Regions from separate parts of the Zea mays genome. Here region 1 is linked to region 2. A link is a contact called in public Hi-C data. All regions are on one chromosome and are shown on one strand. Each heading gives the region's core, a stretch centred on a gene start, on an enhancer-like site or on the middle of the called end of the contact. The rest is flanking DNA. Distances are from core to core; before and after follow the strand shown. Region 1 holds the start of LOC100280456. Region 2 holds the start of LOC100281806 (Heat shock cognate 70 kDa protein 2).

Evidence for each region. Hi-C and Micro-C count contacts between places; a contact is called where the count stands out from the background.
Region 1: a Hi-C map of leaf shows a contact between it and region 2, with 5 times the contacts expected there. The contact joins the promoter of LOC100280456 here to the promoter of LOC100281806 in region 2. A contact is called at or near these places in 3 of 25 Hi-C or Micro-C datasets (ear, leaf and tassel).

Annotation. Positions count from the first base shown.
Region 1 is chr1:41,298,794-41,302,511 of Zm-B73-REFERENCE-NAM-5.0, reverse strand. It overlaps LOC100280456, which reads left to right and starts at 1,580. Exons shown (of 2, transcript NM_001153376.1): 1 at 1,580-1,781; 2 at 1,873-2,367. The coding sequence starts at 1,654. The coding sequence ends at 2,164.
Region 2 is chr1:41,026,969-41,030,380 of Zm-B73-REFERENCE-NAM-5.0, reverse strand. LOC100281806 (Heat shock cognate 70 kDa protein 2) reads right to left here and starts at 1,493. Exons shown (of 2, transcript NM_001154726.2): 1 at 1,162-1,493; 2 at 1-1,025. The coding sequence starts at 1,375.

The sequences.
Region 1 (3,718 bases), core at 331-2,830, 270 kb before region 2:
ACGTGAGAGAGGCAAGGATAGACGATGGTGAATCTTGCTTCACTGGAGAACATGGGCCAAAGAGCTCGAGCAAGTCAGAGACAGAAGCATGCTTCTCATGCGCCTCCCCATGATCCAAATAGTTGGCCACACATGGTAGCCACACCTTGATGATAGAAGCCTCCTCCTTGACAGGTTGAAACACTTCCTTCAAACAAGCTGAAAACATATGTTGAAACTCTAACCGCAACGACTCGGCCAAAGGGGTGACCAAGGAATGAAGGTGCAAAGGTGTCGAGGCAAGAGAGGCACAACACCAACGACAAACATGATCGTCGTCCTCACCACGGAAACCGATGGTTGAGAAGCCGACGGGGGATTGAGATGTCCATGTGATTGAGACTTGGCGACGGTGTCAGCTGACAACAACGTACTTGGCGAAGACTTGGCCACTACCTCAGTACTCCAAGTCCCTGATTGTTCAGGATGATCACATTGGACAGAGGACTTAACTCGACGAGCACGAGAGGAAGACCGAAAGTGACAATGCCGCTCCTGATGACCAAGGCAGCGACACCGAATGCAACGGAAGAAAGTTCTTGCGTGAGCTAACTTGGTGATCATGTGCGAGGTAGCGATAACACCTGGCCGAGCCCACCTCTCGAAGTCAAAGCTCCTCTTTGACTTGCTCTTTGCAACAACATCCGATGACATTGGCAATATGGTCTGAAGAGGGAGTACTTTTGACGACGACGTGTCCGGTGATAACGGGTAGCCCAGATGACGGCTCCTGCTAGAGACGAGGCCTCTGTTAGCACTAAGATCGGCCACTGTCATCGATGACGGTAGCCAATCTAGGTAGGAGTGCGGCCCTACATGAAGGGACATGCGCTCGAGAACGAGCACTCGGCGAGCTCGAACGGTGGGCTTGAGGCCGGGCAGATGCTCTCCTTCCACTCTGGTGTCTTGCTCTCCTTCCACGAGCTGAGCGCAGATGAATGGCGGAGTGGCAATACTGGGTCTCCTTCCTCGAGCTTGATGGCCCAGCGGAGGAGCGAGCACATGCTGTAGCCCCCAATCTGGGGTTGGGACTTGGGAGGGTGGAGGAACTGATCTGAACAAGCATGGATCTGGCTGGAGATAGGTGGTGACGAGTACCATGCGTTGACGGCAGCAGAGAGTCGACAACCGGCGCGCGGGGACAAGTCGGCCTTACCTGCGAAGTCGTCCCGGACGGCAACAGCAGCATGCTCCCGGCCCCGGCGGTGGCGGCGAAAATAGCGAGATGATGCACTAGACGCAGCCTGTACACGGGGCACGGAGGGGCGTAGTTGTTAAAGTATGCCGCTGCAGCTAGTATTTGTCTCAGCGCAGTTTTCTAGCTAGCTAAAAATAGTTGAAGAAATATACATACATGAATCGGAAAGGAAATCGTACACAGGATTACCTAATATGTCGCATGTGACACCGAGGCACCGAGTAACGGTGACAACGTGGAAGCTAGCGGGCATCTCGCCGCTTGCATGCGTGCCACCTCGTCCCACGCCGTGGAACCTGCCGCCCGCGTGCATAAAAGGGCGGGGCAGGGGGCTCAGGCCGTCTGGACTCTGGACTGGAGGGCACCAAGCTAACATTTAGTTGCAAAGGAGCGCTAGGAAGAAGAAGCAACGAGCCATGGCCTCCGGTGGCCCGAAACCCAAACTGGCCTACATCATCTTGTACGTGAGGGACGTGGAGAAGGCCGCCTCCTTCTACGACGCCGCCTTCGGCTACACCGTCCGCCGCCTCGACCAGTCCCGCAAGTAAAACGCGTGCGCGCGCGCCTGTGCCCGCCTGATCCGGATGCGCGCCTAATCTGCCGCATCTGCGCGCCTTTCTGGGTTTACTTTGCAGGTGGGCGGAGCTGGAGAGCGGGGCGACGACCATCGCGTTCACGCCGCTGCACCAGCGGGAGACGGACGAGCTGTCGGGGGCGGTGCAGCTGCCGGACTCGTCGGCCGCCGGGAGGGGCTCCGTAGAGGTCTGCTTCGCCTACGCGGACGTCGACGCGGCGTACAAGCGCGCCGTGGACAACGGGGCCGTGGCCGTGAGCGCGCCGGAGGACAAGCCCTGGGGCCAGAAGTCCGGCTTCGTGCGGGACATGGACGGCAACATCGTGCGCATCGCGAGCTACGTGCGAGAGTAGTCGCATTCCGCTGCATCACCATCGGTCGATCGATCAGCCTTTCCCATGCATGTCTCGTATACTACACGTCTACACGTGTACCAAAAAAATAAATATAATCGTTGTGCAGGTCATGTTTGTCTTGGGAGAGGTAGGACCGTGGAAGATGTAAATGGAACCGTGGAGCAGTGAATACAAAAAGCGCCATCTCGTCCCTGTTTCCATTGATCTGTACAATTAATGAATAGAGACTTCTAAATCCGTGTCTTAGTTCTTATATTTCTTCAAATACAATGGTAGAAAAATATATACTTATATTTGTTTCAAATATAATGTATATTTGTTTCAAATATAATGGTAGACTAGTCGGTTGACCGTGCGTTGCGACGGCATACAACAATACCCACGTAAACTATCCATAAAAAAATTCAAGAATTTTTATTGATTGTCTCCGCCCACGTAAACTATCCATAAAAAAATTTAAGATTTTTTATTGATTGTCTTCATTCTCTGTATAATATATTTTTTGATTTGGCTAACTGATGTTATTATTTATTTCATGCAAATATGTCTTGGTACAACACGGTCAATGAAGTGAGCGATTATAAGAGAGTTCACAACGATTAACTGAATGAACATAGATTATAAAATGACATAATTCCATCATACAGAGTCCAAATAAGAGAGTTTGTGAGATCAAGTTTATAAAATAAGTCTAATGAATTCAAACTTATAAAAAAGATAGATCAAAATATGTAGTCATTGCTAAAGTCAGGCATCAATAAAAAATGGATGCGCTCCATATAAATTATGCTACTTCGTAGCAATTACTAACGTTTAAAACCAACAAATAACCTTTCATTTTGCTGTTAGTGTGACAAATCATTGCTGCTCCAACCAATTCAGAAACTTCAAACACCATGTAGTCTATTGCGCCAATGTGGTCTTACAAACGATCTAATGCTTGCAAGAGCAAATAACGTCGTGTCGTGCTTGGGCTATAGCCTCGACCCGTAGTGCTAGTCCGGCCCGACACAATTATTTTTATTTTACAAAAGAAATGTATATACCTATATACAGTTTATATTCAATATTAGAAACATCTTAACCTGATGTTCTACTGGTTAGACAGTTTAACCCAGTGTCTCCCGCCTTTCTTCCATCGGGGCATGGGTTCGAACCCTACCTCTTGCACCATTTTTTAACATTTTACGCTGATTTAATTAAATGGATCGACGGACTAACGGGCTGGCCCGACACAGTTAGCATGCCGACATGACGTGCCTGTGTCATAGTCCTGTCTATGCCATAGTTGTGGTCCACGTGCATCTAACCCATGTCAGCTGTCGTTTGGCATCTATAGACGTGCAGCGGATTAATTTAAAATAGCTGTGAGGAATTATTTGTAAAAAAATGACGCACGACGACCGTTGAAACTGATGCTTTAAGTATAGTATAGAAAATCAATATTTTGCTTATGATTACCTCTCAAATCAATATTAATGTATAAAATCATTTTCCATCCTCCCTCTACCCATAATTTAGGATAGACTTTATCTAAACTTTTGAAAGGCG
Region 2 (3,412 bases), core at 244-2,743:
TCCGGCCGTCTCCAGGCCGAGCGAGAGCGGCGAGACGTCGAGCAGGAGCAGATCCTGAACCTTCTCGTTGCCCTCGCCAGTGAGGATGGCGGCCTGGACGGCCGCGCCGTACGCGACAGCCTCGTCTGGGTTGATGCTCTTGCACAGCTCCTTGCCGTTGAAGAAGTCCTGGAGCAGCTGCTGCACGCGGGGGATGCGAGTGGAGCCGCCCACGAGAACGACGTCGTGCACGCTGCTCTTGTCCATCTTGGCGTCGCGGAGGCACTTCTCCACGGGCTCCATGCACTTGCGGAAGAGGTCCATGTTGAGCTCCTCGAACCGGGCACGGGTGATGGTCGTGTAGAAGTCGATGCCCTCATAGAGCGAGTCGATCTCGATGGTGGTTTGGGCGGTGGAGGAGAGCGTCCTCTTAGCCCTCTCGCAGGCGGTCCTCAGCCGCCGGAGCGCCCTGGGGTTGCCAGTGATGTCCTTCTTGTTCTTCCTCTTGAACTCCTGGACGAAGTGGTTCACGAGCCGGTTGTCGAAGTCCTCGCCTCCCAGGTGGGTATCGCCGGCGGTGGCCTTGACCTCAAAGATGCCCTCCTCGATGGTGAGGAGCGAGACGTCAAAGGTACCGCCGCCGAGGTCGAAGATGAGGACGTTCTTCTCGCCGTCGCTGCTCGACTTCTTGTCGAGCCCGTATGCGATGGCCGCGGCGGTGGGCTCGTTGATGATGCGCATGACGTTGAGGCCGGAGATGACGCCGGCGTCCTTGGTGGCCTGGCGCTGGGAGTCGTTGAAGTAGGCCGGGACGGTGACGACAGCGTTCTTGATGGTGGTGCCGAGGTAAGCCTCGGCCGTCTCCTTCATCTTGTTCAGGATCATGGAGCTGATCTCCTCGGCCGAGAACTGTTTCTCCTCGCCCCTGAACTGCACCCCGATCATGGGCTTGTCGCCGGAGCCCGGGATCACCTTGAAAGGCCATAGCTTGGCGTCACTCTGCACCGACGCGTCAGAGAAGCGCCGGCCGATGAGCCGCTTCGCGTCTGCAAATGCGCGCAAACGGATCAACAAACCACACAGCGTATTAGTCCCACACCCACACCCAAACCCCGTGTATTAATGGATCGAACAAACAGATAAACAGCGCACGTAACAAAAGATTGGTGATGATCGGCTTACCGAAGACGGTGTTGATGGGGTTCATGGCGACCTGGTTCTTGGCGGCGTCGCCGACGAGCCTCTCCGAATCGGTGAACGCGACATAAGACGGCGTTGTACGGTTGCCCTGGTCGTTGGCGATGATCTCGACTCGGTCATGCTGCCACACCCCGACGCACGAGTAGGTCGTACCGAGGTCGATGCCGATCGCCGGCCCGTCTCCTTTTCCGGCCATGGAGACGCTCTCGTCGAGAGTATCGTGAAGAAGGGGGAAAATACCTCCTGGACTCGCAGAGTATGCACGCGTACGTGGAGGAAATGAGGAATTAAGGAAGAACGAGGAATGGGTGGACGAGGAGGAAGGAGACGATGTGGGACTGGATTTAAAGGTTTGTGTGGCCGGGAGGGGTTCTAGAATGTTCCGGCACGTCACGGCCGTCGACACGGGCACGTCGTGGGGAACTTGGATCCATTCGTGAGGGTGGGGATTCTAGAGTGTACAGGAAGGTTCTCGAAATGGAGACTTTCCCTCCCGCGTCGCCGGTGACTGGTGGTTCATGCGTTGCTTCGGCGTGTTGCCGTGTTGGGTTCGATCCCATTTCGGAGGCCGCCGAGTTTGACCGGAACAGAGCAGCTACGAATTCCTTCGAAATTCGGAAGCCCAGTAGGAGGCTTCTTGCTCAAGTTGGGTCCGTTTGTGTAACCCAGTCCCAATCATGTGCCATGGCCCATGGTATAGTGGCATGTACTAACATTTTAAAAAAACCCGAAAATATATTGTTCCAGAATAAATTTTTTTAAAGTGAAGGTACTGTAGGAAGGTCCTACAGTAATTTTATTAACTCAAAAAAAACCAAAGTCATGAGAAGAAAAGGAAAATTACAAAGAAAGGGAAGAAAAAGCAGGGGAAGAGTTACAGCCCTAAATGATGTAACCAAATGGAAATTTCCTCCTTAAGATTAGGCTTGACTCGATGACACAACAGGAAAATTTCGTTCCTGAACATAGCCTTGCACTCAATAACTGAGGGAGGGATCTCGTTGAAAATCCAATTGTTTCTGCTCCTCCAGATGCACCACGTCATAATGATAATAGTTTCTAACCTCCAAGAGACTTGTAATCTCCTTCTAATCCTCATTAAGGTATGCAGGAGATCCGTTGTACGTGGCGGGAGGAAGCCCAAAAGTAACCAACATCTCCGAGCAAAGTTACATCTGAAGAAGAGATGAATAACCGTCTCTTCAATCTGAAGAATGCAATTATCGCAGGTGAAAGAGTCCAAAGGCATTGAACGTCGCTTGAGGAAGGAGCGAGTATTCAATCTATTTTTGAGCAATAACCAAAAAAACACCTTGTGTTTAGGTTGGCATTTAGATTTCCATAACCAAGAGAAGAGGGGGTGCGACTGATGGGTGCCAACCAAGTGAGAATAAACCTTCTGAGATGAAAACAGATTGGAAGAGGCACTGCAGGGCCAAATATCATTGTGATCATGCAACTGAAGATTAGCTAGAATGTCCTGAAGTGAAAGTAGTTGCCCGAACGCTTCAGCAGAAAGGGGAGTGTGGAACAATTCATTCGGAGAAGCCATCCGAGCTTGATTAATGTTGATCTCTCTGACAGAGGCAAAAGACTAAAGCTCCGGGAATCTTTTAGATGTGTGCAGACCATTCCAACGATCATGCCAAAGGAGAGTAGTTTTTCCATTTCCAATCTCCACTCGGGCTATTTCCTTAAATACATCTTGGATTTTGAGAATATCTTTCCACCAGAACGAACCAACCGGTTTAACTGAAGGCAAAGAATTGCTATAATGAGTGGCCCAGATAATGTTAACCCACGGGATGTTGACTCTATTAAAGAATTTATGGAGGCATTTCATAAGGAGCGCTTTATTTTGCAACTCAAGATTGATGACTCCAAGTACCCCTGGGTTTTTGGTTTGCAGACTGACTTCCAAGCAACTTGAGAAGGTTTTTTTTGCATTTATGTCTGTCCCTCTCCAAAGACAGTGCCGTCGAAGTTTGTTAATCTGTTTAATCACAGTTTTGGGGAGCTTCAGGGTGCACATGTAGTAAGTTGGAAGAGAAGAAAAATACCGTGTTGACCATTTGTAATCTACCAGCCTGAGATAAAAATATAGAAGTTGAAGCGAGTCTTCTTTCAATCTTCTGAATGAGAGGAAGGAATGCTTCCAATTTGGGTTTTTAAGCCCCAAAGGAAGCCCAAGATACGTGAAAGGCAAAGACCCAACCTTGCAGTGGAACGTATT